Regions from separate parts of the Sus scrofa genome. Here region 1 is linked to region 2. A link is a contact called in public Hi-C data. All regions are on one chromosome and are shown on one strand. Each heading gives the region's core, a stretch centred on a gene start, on an enhancer-like site or on the middle of the called end of the contact. The rest is flanking DNA. Distances are from core to core; before and after follow the strand shown. Region 1 holds the start of CABP5 (calcium-binding protein 5). Region 2 holds the start of BSPH1 (binder of sperm protein homolog 1).

The links. A called contact is a pair of places that touch in the nucleus more often than the background predicts.
Region 1: a Hi-C map of epiblast stem cells shows a contact between it and region 2, with 2.6 times the contacts expected there. The contact joins the promoter of CABP5 here to the promoter of BSPH1 in region 2. A contact is called at or near these places in 4 of 47 Hi-C or Micro-C datasets (embryonic fibroblasts, epiblast stem cells and liver).

Annotation. Positions count from the first base shown.
Region 1 is chr6:53,615,022-53,621,381 of Sscrofa11.1, reverse strand. CABP5 (calcium-binding protein 5) reads left to right here and starts at 3,500. Exons shown (of 7, transcript XM_013998554.2): 1 at 3,500-3,723; 2 at 5,346-5,376; 3 at 5,870-6,013. The coding sequence starts at 3,661. LIG1 (DNA ligase 1) reads left to right here. Exons shown (of 28, transcript XM_021094649.1): 27 at 463-555; 28 at 658-899. The coding sequence ends at 741.
Region 2 is chr6:53,567,366-53,574,046 of Sscrofa11.1, reverse strand. It overlaps BSPH1 (binder of sperm protein homolog 1), which reads left to right and starts at 3,765. Exons shown (of 3, transcript XM_021097555.1): 1 at 3,765-3,825; 2 at 5,568-5,699. The coding sequence starts at 3,765.

The DNA.
Region 1 (6,360 bases), core at 2,251-4,750, 48 kb before region 2:
GAAGTTGGGGTCCCCTGGTGACAAGTGATGGGAACAGCATTTGTTGGGTAGTTGATGAAGCCAGCGCTGCACTTGTTCACACTCACTCACCTTCATAAAAATTGAACGTCCCCATTTTCCAGATGGGGAAATAGCACCCCAGGGAGTGTAACTGGCCCTGGGTCCTGATTGGGAGCTGGACCTTGAACCCCCCAGTCTGGCTCTAGAATCCACATCCTGACTCTGTGCTCTTGTGCCTCTCAGCCTTAATAATAATGATAAAAGCACACCCAGCAGCTACCGGCTCAAGCCCTTAATTGCTTTCTTGAATTTTTACCATGCCCCATTGCTTAGCCCCCCATTGTATGGATCAGGAAACTGAGGCCACAGGTGCAGGCCTGAGGAGGAGACTTTGGATGGGAAACTGGGGTGGGCTGGGGGCTGGACCGCCACCAGGTCCCATCATGGCCCCGCCTCCGCCAGGTGGACAGCGAGAAGGGCATCTCCCTTCGCTTCCCTCGGTTTATTCGAGTCCGTGACGACAAGAAGCCGGAAGAGGCCACCACCAGCGCTCAGGTGAGGCCCTGGGTAGAGGGGTGGGTCTGGGCCTGGAAGGGCCTGGAAGGCAGTGGGCAGCCCAGGGCTCCTGACCCGCCCACCACCGACCTCTCCCCTCAGGTGGCCTGTCTGTACCGGAAACAAAGTCAGATTCAGAACCAGCAAGGCACAGGGCCCGACTCCGACCAGGAAGATTTCTACTAGCCCTCCCAGAGGCTGCGGGCAGAGGGTGGCAGCAGCGTCGCCTCTTGCTCAGCGCATCTGGAGTTGCCGTCTGTGTGGGTTGTGTGTGTGAAGGGGTTGTTTCAGCTGGAGTCTGGGGGGCGGTCCGTTTTTTTTTCAATAAATAATTATTGACCACCTTCTCTGTGTCCGTGCTGGGCTCGAGGTGGGGCACAGCCTAACAGCTCGCCGGTAACAGTGTGCCAGGAGCCGTCTAGACCGGCTCCTGCCAGGACAGCTCTGCCATGCCGGGAATGTCCCGCGTCCACGCTGTGTGGAATGACAGCCACCAGCCACGTGTGGCTGTTGAGCCCTTGAAGTGGGGCCAATACAACTCAAAAACGTTAAGTAATTTTCACTGAAATAGCCTCGCGGCTACCTGATTGGCTGTCTGAACTCTGCACAAGAACTCTAACCTCCCTCTGGCCAGAGCCACATTTCCTAGGTGAAGAAGCACCGAGGACAGGAGAGGCTTCTGAGGGCTGCAGCCGGGAGGGCCAACGCCAGGCTTCTGACTTAGCGGCGTGGCCCCAGGCCCCACAGCGTTCAGGTGCGGTCCCCATCCTGTTGGGAGACAGTAAATGCGGTGTCTCGTGCAAGACTCCCACCTCTGCTGCCCACCATCTGGGGGCCAGGTGTGGCCTCCGAATCCTCAGCACCGTGTTCCAGACCTGACCAGGAAGCAGGCAGTAGATGGACCTCTTTTCCTCATCCTTCCATCCCCAGCCCATAGCACAGCTCCTGGTGCGTAGTCAATGCTGGTTTTCCTGATCAAAAAGGAGACCTGGTTGCAGCAGTCCCTCCTTTCTTCCTGCCCTGACTGTGGATGTGATGGTCGGTGCTGGGGCTGCCATCTTGTGATCCTGAGGAATGAGCCAGGAGAGTCACAGATAAAGTCATCCTGACAAGCCTCAACCAGTGAACCAAGAGCAGCAGCTGCCTAACCAGACCTTTTGTCCTGGGGTGGGATGGATGTGGGAGAAAAAAGAACTAAATTCCACTGTGATCTCTGTTTCTCATAGTTAAAAGAGCTCTGCCTTGAAGGACTGGCAAATTAATGTACATCCACATATACCAACTTCAAAAACTTAAGGCAAGATATTTGATTAGACATTAAAAATCATGTGTCAAGGGTCCCAGTGACTGTCCACCCCTGCAAGGAGCCCCGTGGTTCCCTTAGGTTGGAACTGGGTCTTCCTAAGGGAAGCAGGGCTGGGGACCCACTCTTTTTTTGGTCTTTTTGCCATTTCTTGGGCCGCTCCCGTGGCATATGGAGGTTCCCAGGCTAGGGGTCGAATCAGAGCTGTGGCTGCCGGCCTACGCCACAGCCACAGCAACGCCGGATCGGAGCCTCATCTGCAACCCATACCACAGCTCACAGCAACACCAGATCCTTAACCCACTGAGCAAGGCCAGGGATCGAACCCACAACCTCATGGTTCCTAATCGAATTCGTTAACCACTAAGACACGACAGGAGCTCCTGGGGACCCACTCTTACTCCCCACGCCCCTCTGGGCCCCGTGCACATACTCCCCAAGCAGCTTTGTCCCTCTGCTGGGTCCAGGCAGGGACATCTTCACTCACCTGCAACCCTCGTGACAGCCCCACTGATGAGGTGCGTTTACTACCCGCCTTGAACAGATGAGGGCTCTGAGGCACAGGGTTGCAAGGGTGTCACGCTTGTGTCCCCTGAACTAGAGAATGTGTTCTGATGTCCCTCCCCCCCAGCATGCTGGTTATTCGTGTGTCCCTCTCTGTACCGAAACCCACGAGTGTATCCCAGTGCCTCCAATTCCAACCCAGCACCAGAGAGCTCCCTCTCCCTCTTCCCCTTTCTGTATTAGGAACCTTTTCCACCAGTGAGGAAGCTGATTCCTTTTATCCTTGATATAATCTTACATGTAACCAACCACTCGCCCTTCTCCGTGGCCATCCCACCCCTGTGGGGGCGCCTTTCTTGCCATGATGTGGCATCAACACCCGACACCACACTGCCTCCCTGAGCGGGCACCCTCCTCGCAATGCTGACGGCACAGACCCTGCCCCAGGCGATGTGATACCTGCAGGCGAATACCCTGGTCACTCTGCTCGAGCTCCAGTATCCACCCCAGGCTGCTTGCTCCTCTGTGGGTTCACCCTCACCCCACCCCCCCACCCCAGCACAGCTGCCCCTCCGTGGAGAGGCCCTTCGCACCCCTAGTTAAATTTTGGCACCCCGCACCGATGGCCTCTAGTCCCCTCCACATCCCGTGCAGACACCCTGTTGCCTCCTTGGGCTCTGAGCAACCCCGCCAGGGTAGACACCTGCCTTGCCCCTCCCACTTGAATTATTCAGGAAGAAACGAAGGGAAGAGGTGAGCAGAGGGAGGGCAAATACTACCCTCTTAACCACTACATCCCTCTATCCCTGAAGTCAGGGTGTCCCACGGTTTTTGCATTCTGCTCATTTACACTCATTCCTGATTTATTAGCGTGAAGCCAGGGGCCATGTCCTCTCCATCTGCACATGCACGGAGGTCGGGCTTAGACCGATCACACAGTGTGCCTGCCGGAACGTTGTAGGAATGGATGCCCTCTGCTCTAATCCCCTTTTTTGAAACTATCCTTCTGATTCCATTCTGGGGATAAAAGGTCAGAGGCTGACACTGGCTCCCCCTCCAGTCTCCCCCAAGCCAGATGGGGAGGCAGGAACAACCCTGATCCCTCCCCATCCTGGGAAAGATATTCCGACCCAGCTGTCACTGCTCTAAGGGAGTCGAGGTGACTGAGGGAGAGGTCAGGAGAGGTGGGAAGAGCTGGTGAAGGCGTGGTGGAGAGAAGGAGGCCGAGCCAACACAGAGGACGGGAAAGAGGGGAAACATCCTGCGATCGGCGCCTGGTGAGCCGTCGTGCCCCCTCCATGCAGTTTCCCATGGGCCCCGCCTGCATCTTCTTAAGAAAAGGCATCGCTGAGAAACAGCGGGTGAGGTTGCGGGGGGGGGGGGGCAATGGGGAAGGGTCGGGGGCGCATCTTCTTAAGAAAAGGCATCACTGAGAAACAGCGGGTGAGGTGGGGGGGTGGTGGGGAAGGGTCGGGGGCAGGACAAAGGGAGCAGGGATGCGGGGAAGAGGAGGGACAGGGCAGGTGCAGCAGGAGAGGGGGAGCAGATGGGAAGAGCATGAGCTGAGATGGGAGAGGAACTCCAGGGACCATGGTGGGGACACGTGGGTCAGTGATACGGGTGAGGCTGAAATCAGAAGTTGGGACCAAAAGATGGAAGACGAAGAAGGAGATAGAAAATAAAACGATGTCATTGTTGATCATTATCATCATCCTTTTCTTTGAACCCCCATGGGGATGGCGGTGGCAGTGGGGATGGTGGCGGTGGCGGTGGGTGGAGATGATGGTTTTGATGGTCGTGATGACAGTAGCTGCCACTTATTCAGTCTTTGCCGTGTGCCCAGACTTGTACAAAGAGCTCTGTCTTCTGATGTCATTTAATCCTCAGAATGACTCATAAGGTCCATAATACTTCCATTCCCATTTTAGGGATGTGGAAAACTAAGGCTCTGAATCATGAAGTCCCTTGCTTTAAGCTTATATGGTTAGTATGTGGCGGGGCCAGGTCTACCTGCTTCCAATGAGCATGCTTTTGTTAGTCTTTAAGATCGAGAGAGGGATAGAAAGAGAGAGATTTGAGGGGAAGGGGAGAGTAAGAAAGAGAAGCTGGGGAGAGGTCTCCCGGGACAAAGGCAGATAGGAGGGTGAAAGAGGCCAGAGGCTGATGGAGTTTTCTAGGTGGAGTGCCATATACCCAACCCTGACCCTAGTGCCATGGACCCAAGCCTGACCCTGCAGGTATGTCCAGGCATGGGTGGTGGCAACACGAATGGAAATTCTGAAAGCTTTTAGGAGTTGGTCATGCTGGCAGCGATCATGCCTGGGTGCCCCTAGGAGAAAGCACAGAGGAAAAGAGTCAATGAGATAGAGTAGAAAGAATTCTGACCCAGCCAGGAGCCCTGAATTCAAATACCCATTCTCAATGCACCTGACTGGCTGCATGACCTCAAGTGACTGCTTTGGGAGGGCATCTGCCACTTAGGAGCTGGGTGACCTCAGGCAGCTTCCTTAACCTCTCTGTCCCTCGGCCTCCTCTTAAGATGGGAATAAGATTTGGCTCTCCCTCCTGGAGTGGTTCTGAAGTTTAAATGCAATGGTTGTGGAAGCCTGGTACCGTCAGCGCTCACTCGGAAACAGGATCAAATGGCTGTGATTCAAAGCCTGGCTTTCTTCATCCAGAGAAGCGGGGACTGAATTCCGTGGCCTCCCAGATCCCTTTCAGCACAAGCAGATGGCTGTCTGTCTGGGAAGGGCAGCAGGAAAGGGACTAAGGTTCAAGGATGGGGGTGAGGATGTGTGAAGGAATGAGGAAGAGCATAGCCACGGCATGGGAGTCAGCAGATGGGAGCAAGACAGAGTGGAGCACAGAGGAAGGGGGACCGGGAAAGGACGGGGAGCGCCTTGGACAGAGAAGATTTGTTCGGAGAATGGAACGGAATCCCTCACCTCTCTCCAAATCCCCTCCCTGCTGCCCTCCTTTCCAGGAAAGACCGCTGGGACCAGATGAGATTGAAGGTAACGCTCTCCCTCCAACGCGCTCCTGTTGCCATCCACCCACTTACCCCTCTCTGTTCCCTTGTGCATCTCAGTATAAATCCCTCAATGTGAAAACCTTATGTCACCCTCTCTTCCCGCTCAACTGCAATTCGGTGGCAGCTTCAGTGCCTTCCAAAGTGTTCAGAAGCTGTCCCCATCCCCCAGTGTCTCCGAGACCCAAGAACAACATAGGAGTTTTAGGAGGAGGCCAAAATTGTTAGTCTCCTGGTGGTTTCGAAGTTCCCCAGAACCTCACCCAAGAATATGAAGGCCATCAGTGCTGTCATCTAGTGGTCTCAGGACTTCTTCTTGCTAACGCATTTCATACATCACTCCTTTCTGTTTTTGCTTGTGTTTTTTTTTTTTTATGTATTCTTTTTTGAGTTAGTCCTTCATTAATAGTTTAAGGGAAGCTGTGCTTCCCCATTGACTGTTTCAAGTTCCCCCAAAGCTCTTCTCTCTTAACTTTCAGAGCTCCGGGAAGCATTTCTTGAGTTTGACAAGGACCGAGATGGGTTCATCTCTTGTAAGGATTTGGGGAATCTAATGAGGACGATGGGTTACATGCCCACGGAGATGGAACTGATTGAACTGGGCCAGCAAATCCGCATGAACTGTGAGTCCTGGGAGTGGGAGGAATGGCTGGGGCGAGGGGAGGGCTGAGGGAGGAAGTAGGAAGGATAGAGACCTTGAGAGTAGAGTTGGAGACGGGAGGGAAGAGGGGCTGCAAGTCTGGCAGAAGACGGTTCAGACGTACTTAGGGAGGCAGCATTTGAAGTGCTTAAAAGGGTGCCTTTCAGAGGGAGAGTTGGGTTCAGGTCCTGGTTCTGTTATTTACTAATTGCAGTCGTTTTGAAAAGTGGAAGGAGCCCCCTCCTCTGTTTCCCCATCCACCCAGTGAGGGTGACATGACTCCTCACTTTGTGGAACTGTAGAAAGGAAGGGATAAAGATGTTAGTATAG
Region 2 (6,681 bases), core at 2,516-5,015:
GCTTCATAATTCTTAGGTTTTCTTTTAAAAATATTTAAAAGCTTCGTGTTATGGAAACGTCCCCACACACACCAAAGAATTGTCTCATGCCCTCCCCTCTGTGAACAGCAGAAAAATGTCTAGCATTAAGCAGAGAGGGATGTCTGAATGAGGCTCACATTATAGTTTTATAGCACAGGTGAGACTGTGATACAGGTGTCTTCTCTACTGGCCTGGATCTTACTATAGACAGACAATAGTGATAAAATGATGGTGATATTTCATAGTTATCATGTCGTTGGTAACTTATAGCAGCTATAAGCTATTAAGTGCTTTCATTGTTTTGGGCACTAGTCTAAGTACGCTATATGCCCCATACATCTGTTCTTTGTAACAGTCTGTTGGGGCCGGTAAAATTATTGCCCTCATTTTATAGAAGAGAATCTGAGGCACAGAGAGGCTGGGTCACATACCCAAAGTCACACAGCTAGCCAGTGACAACTGAGATTTGAGCTAAAGATTTTGAGAGACCATTTTTTAATTTAATTTAATTTTATTTTATGTTTTATTTTTTTTTTGTCTTTTTGCTATTTCTTGGGCCGCTCCCGCGGCATATGGAGTTTCCCAGGCTAGGGGTCTAATCGGAGCTGTAGCTGCCAGCCTATGCCAGAGCCACAGCAACGCAGGATCCGAGCCGCGTCTGCAACCTACACTAGACCATTTTTTTAAAGCCACATCTTTACACTGTCAATTTGTATTTATTTATAAATATATATTTATATTTATTCCTATTGGAATCCTTCAGACTTGTAAATGGCCCATTTTGTTGTGTTTCCTGCTCCCAGACAAAAAACAGTTGTTTTTCACAAGTCATCTGTTCAGACAAAGACACACCCATGAAGATCCCACCTGTGTTTTCTTCTTCTTTTTTTTTGGTCACATCCACAGCATGTAGACGTTCCCAGGCCAGGGATCAAACCCATGCCACAGCAGTAGCAACACCAGGTCCTTAACACATTGAGCCACCAGGGAACTCCTTGCCTGTTCTCACCTTAGAGAAGAACAGTTGAAGCTCTGTAAACAATAGACAATCCATTTAGCATGAAATGTCTTAGCACTTTCTTTGAAATTTCTTGTAACTTCAATAGATGCTGGACACCCGAATCTCCTAAACTTGAATTCTGGACCCGTTTTTAATGGGTCTAACTTGTCTATGGTTTGTGAAAATTTATTGCAGACTTGAATAAGTCTTCCATCAGATGGGGGAAAAATAGTCATGATTATTTTAGGAAGAGGAATTCTTATCATTGCAATAAAATTGTCCCCATGCTCAAAGTGCTTGCTACTAGGCAGAGCCCTGGCTAATGTTTTCATTTACTTTTCACAGCAACCATATGAAGCTGATGAAAAATCGCCTATGTAACAGATTCTAAAAGCAGTTTGATCTCTGCTAAGCCAACGTTTGCTTCAAATTGTGCTTGCCAAATGGTACTAAAAAGAAATAGAATAAAATGAAACAGAATAGGATGGGGAAATGATAAAATACGTTTTTCCTACTATTATGTGATTTATTTTGTAGCAGGGTGTGGAAAAAGTAAATCACTTACTTTTGCCTGCTGCATTTTTTTTCATTTTAAAAAATCACTTTAATTATTTCTTGTTCATTAACAGGAGTTGGAAAATTACAGTTAAAGCAAAAGGAAAAATTAGAAATCACCCACAATCACAATACTGAAAATAAGCACTGAAATTTTGATGCAGCACCTTCAAAATATTATTATTCTTATTAGAATTTGGTAAAAATATGTTATTTTTATTTTAAAAGCTAAATCTAGTGAAATGAATACTTGTTTAAAATTTTGTCTTTCAGATGAATATCCACCAACTATGGGTGAGTTGATCAAAACTTTTAAATTATGTAATAAAATGTGAAGCCATTGAATACTATACTTCTTTTTCCTGGTAAGAAATCATATTTTTTAAGAAATTACTATTTTGTGTCCTTATATATAAGATAAAATATGTTCCATATTAAAAAACTAGGGGAGTTCCCTTCGTGGCTCAGCAGTTAATGATCCTGACTAGGAACCATGAGGTTGCGGGTTCGATTCCTGGCCTTGCTCAGTGGGTTAAGGATCTGGTGTTGCCGTGGGCTGTGGTGTAGGTTGCAGATGCGGCTCGGATCCCCTGTTGCTGTGGCTCTGGCGTAGGCCAGTGGCTACAGCTCCTATTAGACCCCTAGCCTGGGAACCTCCATATGCCGCAGGTGTGGCCCTAAAAAGCAATATATAATTTCCTTTATATATGTATAAAGGAAAAAGAAGAGGAGGGAAATCATAATTTTACTGTCAGCTTTACTGTTAATATTGTCAGCTGTCTCATTGCATGCAACTTCATAGTGTGATTTTATTTTTGCACCGAGACTTATAGAACATAATGAACTAGAAAATTCCTTTTGTGTCCTAAAAATGAAATACAAATCTTTCCAGATTTATTTATGTGCTCATTCATACTTAATGTATCTGATATTATAAATCTATACTTAATTTATTGATTTAGTTTACTTTTATGACCCCACCCACGGCATATGGAAGTTTCTGAACCAGTGCTTGAATCCAAGCCCCAGCCGTGAGCTATGCCACAGCTGCCGCAATGCCAGATCCTTAACCCACTGCACTGGGTGGGGGATTGAACCTGCACCTCTGCAGCAACCCAAACCATGGCAGTTGGATTCTTAACCCACTGTGTCACAGTGGGAACTCCTGTATTTTATTTTAAAATTCCACTAGTGACGGATGTCTTTGGATTGTGTTCTAATTTTTTTTTTTTTTTGGCTTTTTAGGGCCACACCCATGGTATAGGGAAGTTCCGAGGCTAGGGGTCGAATTGGAGCTACAGCTGCCGGCCTGTGCCACAGTCACAGCAATGCAAGATCCAAGCCACGTCTGTGACCTACACTGAAGCTCAAGGCAACACCGGATCCTTAACCCACTGAGCGAGGCCAGGGATCAAACCTGCATCCTCATGGATCCTAGTCAGGTTTGTTACCACCAAGCCATCACGGGAACTCCTTTCTTCTAATTTTTTGACTGTTATTAACCACGCTGAAATGAATATCCTTAACCTAATGCCATGCCAACTAAAACCCAGAGAGAGCCCAGAGGTGTCTCTTTTGTAACCACTACTAATGACCATTATTTTGGGAGGGGGTGGTTCTAACATATGTGATATTTCCAGAAGGAAATAACCTGTAAGCCTACAAAATACAACAAGCAAAATTATTTTATGACTGTATACTTAAAGTCTCTAGGAAAACTAGTAAAGACCTCTAGTTTTAGACAGAGAGTCAGGCTATCTGGCTGGATTTAAGATTGACACACAGGAGTTCCCACTGTGGCTCAGGGGGTTAAGGACCCAATGTTGTCTCTTTGAGGATGTGGTTCGATCCCTGGCCTCGCTCAGTGGGTTAAGGATCTGCCGTTGCTGTGAGCTGTAGTGTAGGTCACAGAATTGGCTTGGATCCTGTGTTGCTGTGGCTGGTGTAGGCCAACAGCTGCAGTTCCAATTCAGGCCCTAGACTGGGAACTTCCATATGCTGTGGGTGTGGTCTTAAAATAAAAAAAAAAAAAAGAGATAGACATACAACAGACAATAGGTTTTCCCTATACTGGTAAGAACCAACTAGATATTGATAGGCATTGATTTCTGTCATTCTATTTTACATTGCACGTTCCTAGAAAAATAGATCATGCAATGTGCTTGGTGGGAGACATGAGTATAGTGAAATGAGTGTCAGCTTCAAATTTTATTTTTCAGAAAGTGTAACTCACCTTCCAGAAGTCAAAGGTAAGCTGATCAGAAAACATGCACTGTTAAAGCACACTTTCTTTTAATCGTGTAAAAACGGAGATCAGTGGGGTGTCTCTGGTGAAAAAAAAATCTTCTTTCTTTTTTCGTCTTTTGTCTTTTTAGGGCTGCGCCTGTGGCATATGGAGATTCCCAGGCTAGGGGTCTAATTGGAGCTGCAGCTGCCAACCTACACCACAGCCATAGCAACGCGGGATCTGAGCCACATCTGCGACCTACACCACAGCTCACCACAACACCAGATCCTTAACCCATTGAGCGAGGCCAGGGATCGAACCCACAACCTCATGGGTCCTAGTCAGATTCGTTTCTGCTACACCATGACGGGAACTCCTTTTTTCTTTTTTTCTTTTTTTTTTAAATGTATTATAAGTAGCTTGTAAACATATAAAGAAAAATGAGAAAGATAAAACTATCTGACATTTCACCGGCACTGCATGTTTCTACTCTCTCAATGTCTGCTCATCTAATATGGAATATCTGATTTTGAAATGCATAGAGAATGGAGTTCCCTGGTGGCTCAGTGGGTTAAGGATCCAGCAGTGTTACTGCTGTGGCTCCAGTCGCTATGGTGCAAGTTCCGTCTCTGGTTCAGGAACTTCTGCTTGCTGTGAGCATGGCCAAATAAAAAAAAAAATTGTATAGAAAAATGTCCAGTAGTAACTAGGAACATTATAAGCAAAAATAGTGCTGGGGTGGAGAAAAAAACCTTGTATTATCAGATATTTAAATAAACCACAAATATAGTAATATAAATAGCCAAGTGTCAGCCTAGAAAGAATCAAAAAAGAGGAAGAAGAAGAAGAGGGAGACGGAGACAGAGGGAGAGGGGAGAAGAGTTAGAAATATTTTCTGTTGCTTGCTGGCTCCAGACCTGGTTCATTTTACCCCTATTTCCCTCCCCAATAATTTCTTTTTCTTTTCTTTCTTTCTTTTCTTTTCTTTTTTCTTTTTTTCCTTTTTAGGGCTGCACCTGTGGCATGTGGAAGTTCCCAGGCTAGGGGTCTCATCGGAGCTGTAGCCGCCAGCCTACACCACAGCCACAGCAACACGGGGATCGGAGCTGCCTCTGGGACCTACACCACAGCTCACGACCACGTCAGGTCCTTAAACCTACTGAGCGAGGCTAGGGATCGAACCTGCCTCCTCACGTGTACTAGTCAGGTTCACTACCGCTGAGCCACAACGGGAACTCCCCCTCTCCAATAACTTCAAGACCTTGAGAGAATACAGAATGGATCCCAGGATATGTTAGAATCTAATATATGGTATCCGATGCATGGATGTTTAACTACAGGTGGTTTATTTTACCATCAATATGCTGTATTAAATATCTACTTGGAAGAAAATTCAGGTGTACCCCTGTCTTGTATCACATACAAAAATAAATGCCTGTTTAATCAAATTTTAAATGTAAAAGAAACAAACATCATTTCATGTCAGGAGAAAATGGAGGAGAATAGTTTTAGACAGAGAGTCAGGCTATCTGGCTGGATATCAGATATCAGGCTATCTTGGACCCCTAACACGTCCGCATGTTATGGGCGTGGCCAACCCCCCCCCCAAATTTAGCAGGAGAGGCCCCTTAGCTCTGCTATCGCGGGACTCAGTGAGTTCTGGCTCTGATTTCCAAGGGCACCCCCTCCAGGCAGGAACGTAGCTTTGTGCCCTTTCCTCTCGGACCCCTAGAACGGGGTGAAGAATTTTTTTCTTTCCTCTAGATGGCAAGTGCGTCTTTCCATTCTACTACAGAGATGGACTCTTCCATGACTGCGTCAAGTTCAAGGCAAAACACAAGTGGTGCTCTTTGAATGGAACGTATCGAGGATATTGGAAGTACTGTTCTGAAGAAGGTGAGCATCTGGCCTCTGAACACACATTGGTCGTTTTAGTCTCGGGGGGGCTGCGGAGGGTCAGTGGGGTCACAAGAGGGCTCTGAAAAGGGAATCCACAGGCAATGAAATTGTGAAAAGAAGGTATGCGGAGGCCTCCGACAGTAGGAAACTCACATTGCACCAAACATCTGAGTGCTTCAACCCTGCTGCCTTGAAAAGAAACCTTTCAGCAGAACCTCGGGTCCTCGCGAATAGTGTTCCCAGGCACTCTTGGTGCAGCAGGGCAGAGCAGAGGATGCTGAGTGGGAAGGGGGTGTGTGTGTGTGTGCATGTGTGTGTGGTGTGTGTGTGTGTGAGGGTGAAGAGAATCTATAAGATAGAGTTTTTTTAACTGAATGCATTTTCTTACATTTATAGTTACACAACCATCAGCACAACCCAAATTTATAGCATTTCCATCCCAAACCCCCAGCCTATTCCGGCCCCCAACCCAGCCTGTCTCCTTTGGAAACCATAAGTTTTTCAAAGGCTGTGAGTCCATATCTGTTGTGCTAAGAAGTTCGTCGTATCCTTTTTTTATTTTTTAATTTTTAAATTTTTTTATTTTTTTGCTTTTTGGGGCCTCACCTGTGGCATATGGAAGTTCCCACAGGCTAGGGGTTGAGTCAGAACTACAGCTGCCAGCCTACACCACAGCCACAGCAACTCAGGATCCAAGCCGCATCTTCGACCTACACCACAGCTCACGGTAACGTCAGATCCTTAACCCACTGAGCGAGGCCAGGGATCGAACCCGAATCCTCATGGTTACTAGTTGGATTCATTTCCACTGAGCCACAACCGGAATTCCCACTGTATCCTTTTTTTAGATTCCACATATAAGTGATTGCCTATGATGCTGATGTCTCACTGTCTGCTTAACTTCTCTTAGCATGATAATTTCTAGATCCATCCGTGTTGCTACTGATGCCATTATTTCATTCCTTTTTATGGCTGAGTC